Regions from separate parts of the Mus musculus genome. Here regions 1, 2, 4 and 5 are each linked to region 3. Evidence: chromatin contacts called from public Hi-C, HiChIP or PLAC-seq and promoter capture Hi-C data. All regions are on one chromosome and are shown on one strand. Each heading gives the region's core, a stretch centred on a gene start, on an enhancer-like site or on the middle of the called end of the contact. The rest is flanking DNA. Distances are from core to core; before and after follow the strand shown.

Region 1 (2,700 bases), core at 184-2,683, 440 kb before region 3:
TTCACAGCCTCTTAATTAGAGCGTTCTGCTGCTGGAGGACGGGCAGCATCGTCAAACTTGGTGCATCTTATAAGGGGGCATAAGAGCGTCAGACAGGCAGCTGGAGTGCCGGCTCGTCCAGATGCGGAAGCCAGAACTCCCCATTCGGGAATCTTCACTGTTGTCTTTCTTTGTTCCAGAAGCGAAGGCTGATAATGAACCGAGCTGCTCTCCAGCAGCTCAAGAACTGTTGACAAGGCTGGGATTTCTACTGGGAGAGGGGATCCCGAGCGCCACACACATAACCATTGAAGACAAAAATGAAGCCATGGTAATGCCAGAGGAAGAAGCTGCATTTCCTACATGCTCAGCATGCACCCTACCGGCACGTGTGGGAGAGTGGGGCTCTCATTACTGTTTGGTCAAATGAGTTCTGGGCACTTGTGTTTTGAAATTTAATACAACAGTTAGTTTCTGGGTCTCAGCTGGGGATAGTGGTGGAAATTGTTAAGGACAAACAGAAGGGATCAGAACTTAAGAAAATGTCCATATTAACCTTACAGCCATGGCCCAGAGAATATCAGCTACATGTCGTCTTGTAATAAGGGTACTTCTGTCTTGAGAGCACCGTTACTCTCACGAACTGCTTTGGTCTGTGGTTTTCTGTGCTCTCTCAGCTGTTGGGATGGGGGGTGAGGGGGAAGTCAGTGGGGTGAAGAGAATATTGATAGGAGATGAGGTAGAGACAAAATGGGAGAGAATCAAATGTCTCACCCTTCAGGGAGACGCACTCCGTCTCAGGGAACCCAGCCACCAGGCTCCCGCCACCTGTGAATGTGCAAGTAGCAGTGCAAGGAGTTGGGACTTCTGCCTCCCTCCACCCAGGGTCTCTGTGAGGAGGCATGGCTGGGGCGGAGGGTGGCGGGGGAGGGCGTTGATGGAGACTGCAGTGGTCACCAGTCTCCTTTCCTGAACACACAGCTTATAAATCTTGAGGAATAAAGTCAGGCTGCCGTGCTTGTGAAACATTATAGAAACATGGTCCCCAGGTTTCCCCGCACAGAGGTCAAATAACCCATTTGTCTTCTTGAGGCTTTAAATGAAAGGAAGTCTGCCTGTTGGCCATCTCTGTTTTATGAATTTGTGTTCCCACTGAAGCATTGCTAAGACTGCCCTTTTAGTTGAAACCTCAAAGGAGGCAACCAGAACAAAGAAAGACACATCTCTTTTAAGCATTTTGGAAAATCGTGTCTGTCCCTATTTAGCTACAGAAGTTAAAAAAAAATGTCTCCGTTTGTCTTGTGTTTAAGTTTCATCATTTTGGCGTCCAAAACAAAAACATGTGTTGAAGCACACATACTGTGTAAGCCGTGTTAACCCCTCCCTCCCTCTCTCCCTCCCTCCCTCCCTTCCCCTTGCAGTGCACAGCCCTGAGTCAAGGCATCAGCCCTTGTTCCACACTCACAAGCAGCACTGCCTCTCCCAGCACCGACAGCCCCTGCTCGACCTTGAATAGCTGTGTCAGCAAGACGGCAGCCAGCAAAAGTCCCTGCGAGACCATTAGCAGCCCCAGTTCCACCCTGGAAAGCAAGGACAGTGGAATTATAGGTAAGAAGCACACTACCTGGCAATGTAACGGCCCGATGCATGGCAGCCGGAGCACTATAGCCACCTCGTGAGAGGGTTCCTTGTGGCCCGTGAAGGTCAAACTGTAGACACACCCCCCGCCCCCCTTACTGCTGACAACTCGGGGGCTGCCTGCAGCCAAGAGAATGAATTTTAGCTTCTCTATTCCTTGATGTTTATTTTATATCACTGCACCCATATGCTTTTTTTTTTTCTTAAAACAAAAACAAAAACAAAACCCCTCCCACCTTCCCGGTCACTTCATTCCTTTGCATTAGGTCCCCTTAGGGCACCACAGCAGGGTAATGAAATGCCTGCAAATAAAGCAGTTTTCACAACCAGATCTCAAGGTTGCTTTCCCGCCTGATGACCTATGGGGCTTGTGTTCTCTGAATGTTGCTTATAATGGGATCTGGTCACTGTTTTGAGGCCAGGGTTTTCTAAGAAAGCCTTCCTGGGCCTCCTGGTAGATGCAGTCCTGCTGAGTTGAAGACTGAATTCTAATGGGCTTGAGCAATATTGAATTAACTCCTTCACATACTTCCTTGTCTAGAAAACCAAGGATTTCAGCTAATTCGTTAGCCCGTAGACCTGTGCGATATTAGAATCCAGTGACTCTGAGAGTGTTCATTTCCGTACCCCAGCCTGGACTGATTGTTCGTATGATCCTGCAGGCGTGCTCAGCGGTGGCAGAGCAGTGATCTAGGGTGTCTGCTTTCCACCAGCAGACGGGTACAGTCGGGTGGGACCCAAAGGCGTCACTCGAGCCTTCTGCTGTACAATCATGTTGATATCACAGTGGGCCTCTTCTGAACAGTTCCCGGCCTTCCCTTTGCTGGGCTATGGCCATGTCTTTGAGGAGCCGTTATGTGCCATCTTTCATCAGCTCCATAGTCACATTAATACGTAGTCAAATAGACCTCTGAGCTCCGTGTTCTCTGGTCACTTGCGCTTTCATCCAAGTATAATTTAAAAACCAAATCATGCGTTTATCCAGTTCAGACTTTGAAGATGCTCCTGAACCCCACACCCGTGAAAGTACTGGGGTCCCGCTGTAGATCTCTGCATGTATTGGGGAGGACCCAGCTACAGCCA
Region 2 (2,700 bases), core at 85-2,584, 280 kb before region 3:
ACCAACACATAGGCATACGGGGAGACCACTGCATCTGGAAGCTTATCCTTTTACCGTCCTATCTAAAGCCAAACTCCCTGGAGTGTGCATGTGAGCAGAACAAATGACTGGGAACAGGGAGTGCCTATGACCACTATAGAGTCAGCACCTTAACTGATGATTCAGCCTATTGTTCATAGCAACTGACAAAGGAAAACTTAGAATAAGCATGCAAGTTCTAAGTCCTTCATAAATATGAATTCTGTTTTTGACATACATCACTGGACGATTTCCTTAAGTTGACTGGGACTTTGCCTATAGCTAGAACAATAGAGAGTAACTGAGAGACGGTCTGGTTCATATTCTTAAGGTCTAGCAAGATTCTTCTACATTTGCTAATTGCAACCTATTATAAATAATTCCATTAATTCCAAGACATATATATAGGGAAGCAATGAGATAGAGAGAAATCAACACACTCTTCTGCTACCATGAAAGTTAACTAGAAACGCATGTAGAGTACACACTTAAAACAGTTGGTTATAGTTTGGAGTTTTTACCTTGTATCCTGTAATTAGACCTGGATCACATACAGCAGCTGAGAGGAGCCTCACAAGCAAGTCTTGTACTTCACCCATGCTGTCCCCTATATTTAGCAATCCCTCTTGAAGAACACTGAGGTTTGGAACATCAATATTCACATCAAAGCCCAAAACTTTACCAAAGTTTCGTAAGAACTGCACCACCATGAGACAGTCTGAAAATGTGGTTCCAGAGAGCACAAGTCCCGGGATGCGAGGCCACTCTGGCAAGGGCTGCAAGGAGAACACAGGTAAAATTGAAAAGTTTAAAAATCAAACCAGGACCTTATTTGTACATACAGCATTATGTATGAATTCAAGTGTATGCACACATGTTGACACTAAGTGCCTTCCTCAGTTGCTCTCTACCTTACTAAACATCTATCTATCTATCTATCTATCTATCTATCTATCTATCTATCATCTATCCATCCATCCATCCATCCATCCATCCATCCATCCACCTACCTTCCTACCTGTTTGTGTTCTACATGTACAGATATGAGCATGCAAGTTACTGGTCTGTCTGTGTGTGGTGCATGTATGCAGGTATGTGCTTGCAACAATGTGAGTAGATTTTCTCCTTCTATCACATGGGCTCTGGAGGATCGAATACAAATTGTCAGGCTTGATCGCAAACACTTTCTCATTGAGCAATCCCACCAGCCATTCCCCACATTTATGCACGCACTTCACTTTTTGAAACAGAGCCTCCCACTGAACCGGATGCTCATCAATTTGGCTAAGCTGGTTGGCTGGAGAATTTCTTCCTCTTCTGTTCTGGGTTTAACTAAATATATTTTTGATAATTCACATGACTTAAGTGAAAAGAGAAGTTGCAAGAAAATAGCATCCAGTTCGAATTTTAAAAGCCTGGTCACTGTAAATTTAGTAAGTGTGTTAGCTGACTTACAGGAAAGACCCATGCTGGTTAGGAAAATGTAAATATCCAAACACATGAAACTAGTACCAAGGGGTTCCTGTTGGTACTTAGAACTGTACCAAGCATGTAGTAAACACCTCCTTTAAAGGTTGGCTAACAGCTAAGTTTCTGCTAATGTACCGGAGAATTCACAGCTCACTCTAATTCACTAAGGACTCTGCGGTGTGAAGCCTTTCTGTGCCTCAGTGTCCGCGCAGTGTAACACAGCCACGGAGCACGTCTGCTTCCCTGACCTTTCCTTGCTGGTTTCCATGGCTTAGTTATGAAAAGTGAGAGGTTTTCAGTGACACAGTGGCTGCCACCACAGGGACAGTTGACCTAGGCTTGGAAACTAATGGTTGTTCTGGAAAAAGGGATCTGGTGAGACAACTGGAGGAGGGCATGGCAGGAGTCACCTTTTGGTCTGCTAAGCACATGTCTTCCTTAGGTTTCTTTAGCTCCTTCGCCATTTCTAACTCCAGTCTCCGCTGCTCTAGTTTGCGTTCCTTATTCAATCTTTTCTCATCACGTTTCTCTTGCTTCAATCGTTCTTTTTCCTTAAAGACAAAATCATGCACACGAGCATTTAATCCTTACAAGTGTTTGAAAACACTCTAGTGGAGGTATTTCAACAGTGATCAGATTATTATTGTTTCAACGAACAAAATCACCCTAGGAAGCCTAGGAACAAGTTTAGAATTACACAGCAACACGACTTACTCTGTTTTAAGTATTCCAACCTCTGGGTAGCTTAACAAGCCTGAGCATATGTGCACATCTGTGTGGCTCTGCTCAGTTCTCACCTCAGCCATACACTCCCGAGCCCCTGAGCTGAGTTATAGGCACTTACAGGCTGCCTGATGTGGGCACTAGAAACGGACCATGGTCCTCTGCAAGAGCAGCAGGCATCCTGAACCACCGAGCCTTTCCTTCATCACTGGCAGCTACTGAATTTTTAACTAAATTATGGTTGGTAATCATATTATACATCTTTAATATCTAACCAAAAACTTTTAAATCTCAGGACTATATACCCTTGATACTAGATTCAACGAAGACTTCTGTTATCCAAAACTTGTTTGGCCTTTTGTCTTTGTATGAAAATCTATGGCATCTGTAAAAGCTGAGATAACTGCTATCAGCAAGCTGTGGCTGCAGGATGTGCCAGGGAGTGACATTAAGAGGACCTGAATGTGAACTTTCAGGAGCAGCTCTTCA
Region 3 (2,700 bases), core at 189-2,688:
TTGGCAACATTAAAGAACTGCTGAAGACAAAGGTAATCAGACAAAGTGCTGAGATATGAACCCATGAATTCTGATTCTTAAGGGTGTTACACGGCCAAACAGAATGGAACAATTATTTCTCTTAAAAGGACAAATTACATCTCCTCAAAAGTAATCTGTACTTAATTTTATCCTTTACCAGACACTTTGTCTACTACATGCCCTAAAAGGATGACACCTGGGTGTCAACTTTAACAAAATTAAAAAAAAAAACAACCCAAAACCCTTAAGTTTGTACGAAATTTATTAGTGATGAGTGAAGAAAAATGAGAGATGATTACTGACTGTATATATGTATATATACATATGTGTATATATATATATATATATATATATATATATATATATATGTAGCATTTCACTTAGTCACTTAGTGGAATTATGTAGATCCAAGTTATTCTTTGAAACAAACACCCTTAAATCAAATAGGTCACTTAAAAACCCAAGTGCCCTCCCTGTGCTTCCAAGTTTTAGTAAGAACTTACCGTTAAACAACTTGCGTTTGGTCCATCATTGAAACGCCACATAATTTGTGGCTTTTCCCATACTCTCTTGCATTTCTTAGTCCTCATTTACATCTTAGTTTAACCACATTCACCGTGGTTTCTGAAAGTTTCTTCTCGTATTCCTCAGACTACGTCACAGATTCCCTCGCTCTTTCTAAATAAGTGAATGTCTGCTGCAAAACCTGTAGCTGCGCTCTCAGAGCTTAAAAAGCCCGATTTTTTTTTTTTTTTTTTAAGATTCCGAAGTGATCGTCCAAATACCCCGTCGCTACAACTTATTTACTCCAGGGAAACTGCCAGCAGCAGGGTGTAGGAATCAATCGGAAGGCTGTAGTAGGTGGAGGGAGAGCTGTCAAATCCTACAAGGTTGGGCAGGGAGGACGCGCCGGGGAGGCTCGAGGGGAGGTGGGGGAAAGGCAGCGTCGGACTCCATTCCGTAAACAGTCCCTGCGCCACTTGCCGAGCGCAGAGAAAACAAAATCCACCCCCGCAACCAGCCGGGCGGGACCCGGAGCGGCGGGCCTGGTAGGGGCCCGCGGCGGGCGCGGGAGCCAGGCGGGCGCCGAAGCCCCTCGCACTGCGGGCGGCGACCGGCCCGCCCGGCCTCCCGCGCCGCGCCGCTCCGGGCGCCCGCACGCCCGCACGTCGCCGACCGTCTGCGGCCGCTTACCGTGGCGCCTCGCAGCTTCCCCCGAGGCGGCCCTCAACGGCTGCCGCAGTCAGAGCACCACCCCGCGGCGGGGCACGTCTAGCCCGCCCGCAGCTCCCGGCTCCCCCGCAGCGCCGCCAGCGCCGCCGCCGCCGCGGCTCTCGCGAGAAGCGGGCGAGCGAGCGCGCAGGGGGCGGGGGAGGAGGAAGGGCGGGGCTGCCAACGGCGGCGGCCACTTCTGCGGCGCATCCGGAGGGGCGGCCGCCATTGTGCTTCGTCGCCGACTTCTCTGCCGGTAGCCCGAGAGCCGAGCCGAGCCCAGCGAGGAAGGCGGCGGCGGTGTGGCTGCGGCGAGCGCGACACTCCCTGCAGCGGAGTGCTCGGTGGAAGAGGGTAAAGAGCGGCGGCGGCGGCGTGGGGGGGAGGGGAGCGCTGGAGTGCGAGCCACCCCCACCCCCACCCGGGACCCCGGGGGCAGGGCGGGCGGGCGGGCGGGCAGATGGTGCGCGTCCCTCGGGGACCCGCGACGACCTGCGGCGCCGGGCGGCCGTAGTGCGGGGTCGGCTCACCCGGGATTTCGGTCGGTTTCCCCCAGTCCCCTCGGAGTAGGTGGAGGGAGGTAGGCCTCTCGGTGGCCCCGCACCGGGAGTGGCGTGACACGGGCATGTGAGGCAGGAAGGCTGGCTCTCCTGACCCGGGGCGAGACACGGGTGTAAGGGGCCGACTCTAGACACGCAAGGTGTGAGTAGTAAAATGCACCCTCACCTTGGAGAAACTGCGTAGTGAAGAGCGCGCACGCACACACACACACACACACCCCGAAACCACTACAGTGAACACCCTCCTTCTCCACCCCCCTACAAAAGTACGTGTTGGTATATGGGGGTGGAAATCCGTGTGGGTCATAAACATGACGTCACGATCAGTGTGAAAACAGTTTAAAGAGCGGGTCCGGGTCACACGCCATTCTGTAGTTTGTGTGTGTGTGTTTTTATTGTCTTCAGTGTCCTTATTTTTTAAGTCCCACCCCCCCTCCCCCGTTTGTATCCAGAACGTAGGGGTGAGTACCGAGATACCGTCCTGATTGACAAACAATAGTACTCTCACTAAAAAAGGTAGATCCTATGTAGTCTCACAAGATAACCCGAAATGGGGTCAGTATTTCCTTTTGAGGAGCTTTTGTGTGTGTGTGTGAGTGAGAGAAGCAGCAGTTGTGCTGAGGCAGTCGCAATGGAACCAGAAACTCTGGCATCGCCATGACCATAGTTATTTTACCTCTTAAGATCTCCTAGTTGAGATGAGTCCCCTCCACCCCCGACTCCTGGGATGCCTTTTTTAAGGAGATAGTGTGTGAAGCAGTCAGCAGAGCAGGCACACTACAGGGCATAATACTTGTACTGTGGATTTTTAATGACTTCAAACAGAAGGAATTTACCACCAAGTTTTATCATCAAGCATTCTGGTCAGAACGAAACTTGGACTTTGTGAGTTGTGTCCCTATAGCTT
Region 4 (2,700 bases), core at 97-2,596, 490 kb before region 3:
GGGACAGATACCGTCAGGAGATGGCAAAGTCAAAGCTGGAATGGAAGCCCCCTCCCCCAACCCCGTCTCTAAGTTCCATTTTTATTGCAGCCTACATAAAATCAAAGAGCTGGAGCCCAGCTGGTCCCAAGGCCGAGGGTCCTCATGGCTGCCACATGCCTTGGAGGCTCTGTCTTACAGACTTGCAGTTAATGAAAATATTTGCTTTGCTCGATACAAACAAAGTTTACGGGCAGGATTTGTGATTAGGAAATGCTTTAAATCTGCACTCCAGCCCCTAATTTCTCTTGTTCTGTGTTAGAGAATTCTGTCTCTGAGATAGTGACCCTTTTCTCAGGAACAAGCTTAACTTTTTAGAAAGTTTCTGGCAATGGTGTGTGTATTTCCATTTCTTTGTGTTCCAATCAAAAGGAAGGGACTGAAAGTCTGGGTTTGCACGTGTAGGTCAGAAATCTTTCCAAGTGGGTAGGGAGACTATTCCTTATGGCCTAGCGGGCCACCTCGCTGCCATTTACAGACCAAGTCTGTGACTTAGGTAGTACATGAGGCCATGTAGCTCTCTCCTCAAACACATGGAAAATCAGCCTTGCCTGCTGCTCCGCTATCCTCAGTAACTGTGGGGGTGTAACTACTTATATGTTCTTGTCCGACTCCTGTTGCCTAAATCTTGTAGATGCTGTATCTGCTTATAGAACCGAATGGTAGTAGGATCTGGTCATGGAACTAGTTGTGAGACAGAGAAAGTAAGTGCCGGAAGCTCTCATGAATCTCTTCTGAGTATAAGCATACAGCCCCGTTGGGAAATGTGCTCTGGTTGTAGCCACAGAAGTGGTAGTCAGGGTGCCTCATGCACTGGCTATAGATCTCAAGAGGTGGTATCGTCAAGAGTCCAGGGGGTGTAACGGTCCAAGGCAGGGACCTCTCCTGTTCACCTGGACAATATAAGGGGCCTCTACTAACTAACTCCTGTTTACCCTCCCCTCTTAGGGGTAGAATGCCTTGGCCACCTGCCTTTAGTGTGTTTGTAATTCTAGTGAGGGCTGTCTAGTAATTGTGTATTTCTTCCCTCTTCAAATGAGTGGCCTGGGCAATTAGTGATAACTCATCAGTGTCTCAGGTTTATTGAAATGCCTCGAGTGTAGTTGGCCCAGGTGAGGCTGAAGATTCTTTGCTGACTCTGCCAGCTTGCCCACAGCTTTGCCCTTGACAGCTCTGTCACCTTTGAGTTGCTTGCGAAGCCAAGGCTTCAGTGTGTTCCCCCAGGCTGGGGCAGGGTTAACAGCCCTTCCCATGTGAAAAGCCAGCACAGCAGTATAGCATGAATAATGGTGGTTTGGGTCACATCCCTTTCTGGCCTTATGCACAGAGATCTGGGGGGGGAAAAAAAAAGAGTGCCTGCTTGGCTAGACATCTCAGAGGGTTCATCCCCCCACCCCCAAGGGTGGTACATGGGTTTCTTTTGTAGCCAGGAAGTCATGACAAAGCCTAGTTGGAAAGAGTCTTTGTCAGACAGACAGGTTTTGCTTATGGAAAACTTACGTGTCTCCTCCGAATTCTACTGTCTATAATTTAGAACTTTGAAGATGGTTTGTAATCTATGGAGTGATGACTCAAGTTTCTTTGCTGTCCTTGGTTGCTTCTTGGTGCATTCTGAGGAATGTGACTTGGGGTGAGGCGGCCAACTTGGGGGAGGGGCAAGATAGGAGGAAAGTGTATCATCTGAGTGCATTTAACCAGCTACGCTTCTTCTCTAAGAGGCTCGTCCCTGCTGAGGCCTGTGTCCCTGTATTCCTTGTATACTATAATTGCATCCTCTATGTTGGAGAGGCCTGTATCCCTGTATCTTCTGTACACTATAGTTGCATCCTATATCCCTGTATTCTTTGTACACTATAGTTGCATCCTCTATATTGGAGAGGCCTGTATCCCTGTATCCTTTGTATACTATAATTGCATCCTGTATCCCTGTATCTTTTGTACACTATAATTGCATCCTCTATATTGGAGAGGCCTGTATCCCTGTATCTTCTGTACACTATAGTTGCATCCTGTATCCCTGTATTCTTTGTACACTATAGTTGCATCCTCTATGTTGGAGAGGCCTGTATCCCTGTATCTTTTGTACACTATAATTGCATCCTGTATCCCTCCCTGTATCCTTTGTACACTATAGGTGCATCCTGTATCCCTGTATTCTTTGTACACTATAGGTGCATCCTGTATCCCTGTATTCTTTGTACACTATAGGTGCATCCTGTATCCCTGTATCCTTTGTACACTATAGGTACATCCTATATATTGGAGAATCTGCTTATTCTTGAAAGTTTGATTTCATAATGGTGTGCTAGTTTGTTCCCAGGTTCCTTTGGGGGTTAGATCCTAGGGGAACCTGCTCAGAATTGAGCGTTGTGATGGGTTGGGGTTGGCCGGGGTTCAGTGAGGGAAGAGTAGGTGGGATCTGAAAAGAGAAAAGTGAGGCCAGGAAGCCCTGTGGGTGCAGTCCAGGTCTTCCATTGGGATTCCCATATTGGAGGAAGCAGACTCGGGCTGGAAGTCCAGAGAGTTCCTGGCTTTGGACCTTGTGTGGCAGTTGAGTGGTACAGAAGGCCTCCTGACAGAATTAACTCATGCTTTTGTGGTAAAGCTTGAGTTCCCCTGCAGGCAGTGGAGTTCAAGAGTGATCAGGAGAAATTGTTTAAA
Region 5 (2,775 bases), core at 63-2,562, 460 kb before region 3:
ACCTCTTTATCCCGCGGAGTCGAAGGTGTGTACCAACAGTGTAGTTCGCCTCTCTTGGTTGATCTTCGTCATCCAGCCAAGGTTGTGGCTGTTCACTTTCTACACTGAACCTACCCTGTCTTCTTCTCTCCTTGTCTCCGTCCACCACATAAAGAAGACACTTTATTCTCTGCATGGGCACTGTGCGAAGCCCACAGGTAAGGCTTGGAGCAAAGCCCGTCACTTCTGAGCATGGAGTATCTATATAAATTGTTGGCGATTATTCTGTATCTTGAGAGCTGTCTCTTTCCCCGTTCATTTATTCCAGTACAGATTTAAGTGTGCACGGACTTTCAGATTTTCCCCTGAGTAACGAGGAGCACTCAGGCCTTTGCATCCGCTTTGGTGCCTGGGTGGCTCTCCGTGAAGCTGGGTGTGCTGCGGCTATCCAGGGTCTGTTCTGTTAGGCCAAGTGTACAATGGGCAGGAAGTTGTTGCCTCTGAGACTGAACTCCTTAGTGTAACTGCTAAGCATATACGTGTTACCTAAAACCTTAAAAACATCCAGGACTTCATCCTGCTTAGGGTGGCGACCATTTCTTGCCTTGATGGTGAAGAAACCTTTCCCAGCAAGCCTCAGAGCTTTTGTCTGAAACTGGCATCGGAGCAGCGCCACCTTGTGGTAAATACTGAGTCTTCCAGGAACAATGCCTTCTAAATTCTGAAACTCTTAACTGTTCAAGCAGCAAGTTTTAAAAAGAAAAATAGTTTTGTTCTTTAAAGGGAGGCCGCTACTTTGGTATATATTGTGTTATTACCAAGTTTAGATAAAAGATACATGAGTTATAGTTGTTCTAAAAACAAAAGGAAGTAACCTGGGATTAACAGTGGTTTCTGCTCAGTCACAAGGACACAAGGAGTTTGGATTCCTGCATTCTTGTCTGGCAAGTGCCTGTTAACTCTAGCCCCAACTCTGAGGGACCCGGTGCCCTCTCCTGGCCTCTGCGTGAACACAGGCATGGCTATCCTGTGCACACACGTTTTTGAAAGCTTCAACCTTATGTCAATCTCACTCAGCTTTAGTAGGATAATCAGATACATTGTAGCAGCTTTCGCTAATAAAAGCCCCGCAGGCACCTGGGCTGTGGTGTGTTCAGGGTAGAAAGCCGCCTTTCTGTTGTCTTGAACCCAGAACACTGACAGAGTCAGCCCCACTGCTGAGGAGGTTGCAGTGATCTGGGTCCCTGCCAGGGGAATGGTGACTAATCGCCCCGCCCAGAACATCACTGCATGGTGTCTGCAGATGTTTCAGCGCGCAGAAGGTGTGTGCTTTTCAGAGATCTCACTATCAAGCCTGTGTGTCAGACACAAGCCCAGTCTGCTCTTCCACTTACTGACCCTGTACAGTAAGGTCCTGACTGCCGAGATGGCTTTGTGGTTGAGGCCAGCGTGCTTCCTCAAGACAGCCAACACAGCACAGCAGCGAGCTGCCTTGTACTTTCAAGGACATGGGCAATGATGCATGATGGGTAGCCTTGCCACCTGGGTAGGAGCTGGAGAACAAGGAGGGACCTGGAGTTCAAGAATCCCTTTCCTTCCACTAATATTTTGAAAGGAAGGCTTGACCTCACCAGGTCGAGAGACTATTTTAAGATGAGCCTTTCATCTCTAAAATGAATCTTACATTGCTTTCAGTGTTTTCTATTTACAATTTAGAGCATGTTTTCCATAGCATTTAAACTCAGTTTCTGAGCCTTGCATTTATTAATTAATCTAAAATCATATTTAACATGAATATCACCTGAGACTGAGACTCACACAATTCTGGTAGGACGTGAAGGCTGGCTCAGTCTTTACCGTTTACTACACTTCTTTTTTTTTTTTTTTTAAGACTAGGAATTCTCTACTAGACATACTCTGTGGTTGTGGTAGAAGTGACAAGCATGCTCCTAAATAACTATCGTGTTGCTGCTCTGAGTTTATTTCAGCTCTTCATTTAGTGTAAACTCTGCTTAGGTTGTAGGACAGCTGATAAACTCAACGCAGGAGAGGTGAGATTAGGGACAGAAAATGCGTGTTACTATGTCAGGATTAAAGTTGGCTTCGAGTACGGAGCCCCGTCAAACATATAATAGTTGAAACAAGATACCTACTGCCCTTTCTTTTTAGCAGTGCACATTACCTTCAAGTACCTTGGTGCCATGAAGTTCCCCTCGTGGGGGAGGGGCTGGGAGGAGTTGGGCATGGTGGTGCTCCCATGTTGGTATTGAAGTGTAGGTGTTTCCTGGGGCTACGGTGGCGTGTTATCTCCATTTGGTGGTTTCAGCTGTTTGTCTCTCTGAGCCGCAGGCACCGTCCATAGAGTACTTGTCTGGGAAAATGCTTACCTTCTGTAGCTCCTGATGGCCACACCCTCCTCTCTCTACTTCTGTGGCAGTCTTATCCCCTCCTTTCTCATACTAACACCCATGTGTGTGGGACCTGTCTGGATGATTCCAGTTGGTTCCTCACCTTAGGTTTCTTATCCTAACCCCAGTTTCTGTAAGCCTCTAGAAATCAAGTGACTTGATTGGGGACGTGTCTTACCTTATTACACACTTCTAACACAGTGTTGCCTGAAGGCCTCGTGAAAACTTTCTAAGTTACTCTGCACACATGTCCACATCCCTTGCCAAAGGAAAGGGAGAAGAGGAAATAGGGACATTTCTCAGCACAGAGCCTCAGCTTCAACAAATGCATTGGAATTGTGTAAATGCTGGCACAATGAAGACAGAGAGCGGTTCTGCGTCCCAGTAT

Evidence for each region. Promoter capture Hi-C pulls out the DNA fragments that hold promoters and counts their contacts. A called contact is a pair of places that touch in the nucleus more often than the background predicts. HiChIP or PLAC-seq counts read pairs in DNA pulled down with a chosen protein or histone mark.
Region 1: a contact with region 3 is called in an H3K4me3 HiChIP or PLAC-seq map of craniofacial prominence, with 3 times the contacts expected there. The contact joins the enhancer-like site here to the promoter of Marchf7 in region 3. A contact is called at or near these places in 4 of 39 promoter capture datasets (the C10 cell line, embryonic stem cells, hippocampal neurons and 1 more), 2 of 484 Hi-C or Micro-C datasets (cerebral cortex and cortical neurons) and 7 of 115 datasets of contacts at active chromatin or transcription factors (the 230-238 cell line, cardiomyocytes, craniofacial prominence and 4 more).
Region 2: a contact with region 3 is called in a Hi-C map of bone marrow-derived macrophages, with 20 read pairs. The contact joins the enhancer-like site here to the promoter of Marchf7 in region 3. A contact is called at or near these places in 9 of 39 promoter capture datasets (the 3T3-L1 cell line, cranial neural crest, hematopoietic stem and progenitor cells and 5 more), 2 of 15 datasets of contacts at CTCF or cohesin (the NIH/3T3 cell line and pro-B cells), 5 of 484 Hi-C or Micro-C datasets (bone marrow-derived macrophages, centroblasts, cerebral cortex and 2 more), 10 of 115 datasets of contacts at active chromatin or transcription factors (bone marrow-derived macrophages, embryonic forebrain, embryonic limb bud and 6 more) and 5 of 9 other capture datasets (adipose tissue, embryonic stem cells, liver and 2 more).
Region 4: a contact with region 3 is called in a promoter capture Hi-C map of embryonic stem cells, with 2.1 times the contacts expected there. The contact joins the enhancer-like site here to the promoter of Marchf7 in region 3. A contact is called at or near these places in 3 of 39 promoter capture datasets (embryonic stem cells, hippocampal neurons and pre-B cells) and 3 of 115 datasets of contacts at active chromatin or transcription factors (embryonic stem cells, extraembryonic endoderm stem cells and large pre-B cells).
Region 5: a Hi-C map of uterus shows a contact between it and region 3, with 5 times the contacts expected there. The contact joins the enhancer-like site here to the promoter of Marchf7 in region 3. A contact is called at or near these places in 7 of 39 promoter capture datasets (the 3T3-L1 cell line, frontonasal cranial neural crest, hippocampal neurons and 4 more), 1 of 15 datasets of contacts at CTCF or cohesin (pro-B cells), 4 of 484 Hi-C or Micro-C datasets (cortical neurons, olfactory sensory neurons and uterus) and 7 of 115 datasets of contacts at active chromatin or transcription factors (cardiomyocytes, craniofacial prominence, embryonic forebrain and 4 more).

The regions. Positions count from the first base shown.
Region 1 is chr2:59,770,953-59,773,652 of GRCm38.p6, forward strand. It overlaps Tanc1 (tetratricopeptide repeat, ankyrin repeat and coiled-coil containing 1), which reads left to right. Exons shown (of 27, transcript NM_198294.3): 6 at 180-310; 7 at 1,401-1,587. Among named protein-coding and RNA genes, the nearest start is that of Wdsub1, 110 kb to the right of the region's middle. Within about 2 kb of position 1,434, at least 37 of the 459 cell types and tissues checked have an H3K27ac peak or open chromatin away from gene starts, as enhancers often do. A contact at or near this core is called in craniofacial prominence, where this site is marked.
Region 2 is chr2:59,924,122-59,926,821 of GRCm38.p6, forward strand. It overlaps Baz2b (bromodomain adjacent to zinc finger domain, 2B), which reads right to left. Exons shown (of 36, transcript NM_001001182.3): 20 at 1,899-2,039; 21 at 540-794. Among named protein-coding and RNA genes, the nearest start is that of Gm52554, 43 kb to the left of the region's middle. Within about 2 kb of position 1,335, at least 3 of the 459 cell types and tissues checked have an H3K27ac peak or open chromatin away from gene starts, as enhancers often do. A contact at or near this core is called in bone marrow-derived macrophages, where this site is marked.
Region 3 is chr2:60,208,498-60,211,197 of GRCm38.p6, forward strand. It overlaps Marchf7 (membrane associated ring-CH-type finger 7), which reads left to right and starts at 1,439. Exons shown (of 10, transcript NM_020575.2): 1 at 1,439-1,587. It also overlaps a transcript of Baz2b not described here.
Region 4 is chr2:59,721,850-59,724,549 of GRCm38.p6, forward strand. All of the region lies in intron 3 of Tanc1 (tetratricopeptide repeat, ankyrin repeat and coiled-coil containing 1), which reads left to right. Among named protein-coding and RNA genes, the nearest start is that of Tanc1, 110 kb to the left of the region's middle. Within about 2 kb of position 1,347, at least 8 of the 459 cell types and tissues checked have an H3K27ac peak or open chromatin away from gene starts, as enhancers often do. A contact at or near this core is called in embryonic stem cells, where this site is marked.
Region 5 is chr2:59,745,014-59,747,788 of GRCm38.p6, forward strand. All of the region lies in intron 4 of Tanc1 (tetratricopeptide repeat, ankyrin repeat and coiled-coil containing 1), which reads left to right. Among named protein-coding and RNA genes, the nearest start is that of Tanc1, 130 kb to the left of the region's middle. Within about 2 kb of position 1,313, at least 56 of the 459 cell types and tissues checked have an H3K27ac peak or open chromatin away from gene starts, as enhancers often do. A contact at or near this core is called in embryonic stem cells, stem cell-derived epiblast-like cells, trophoblast stem cells and 1 more, where this site is marked.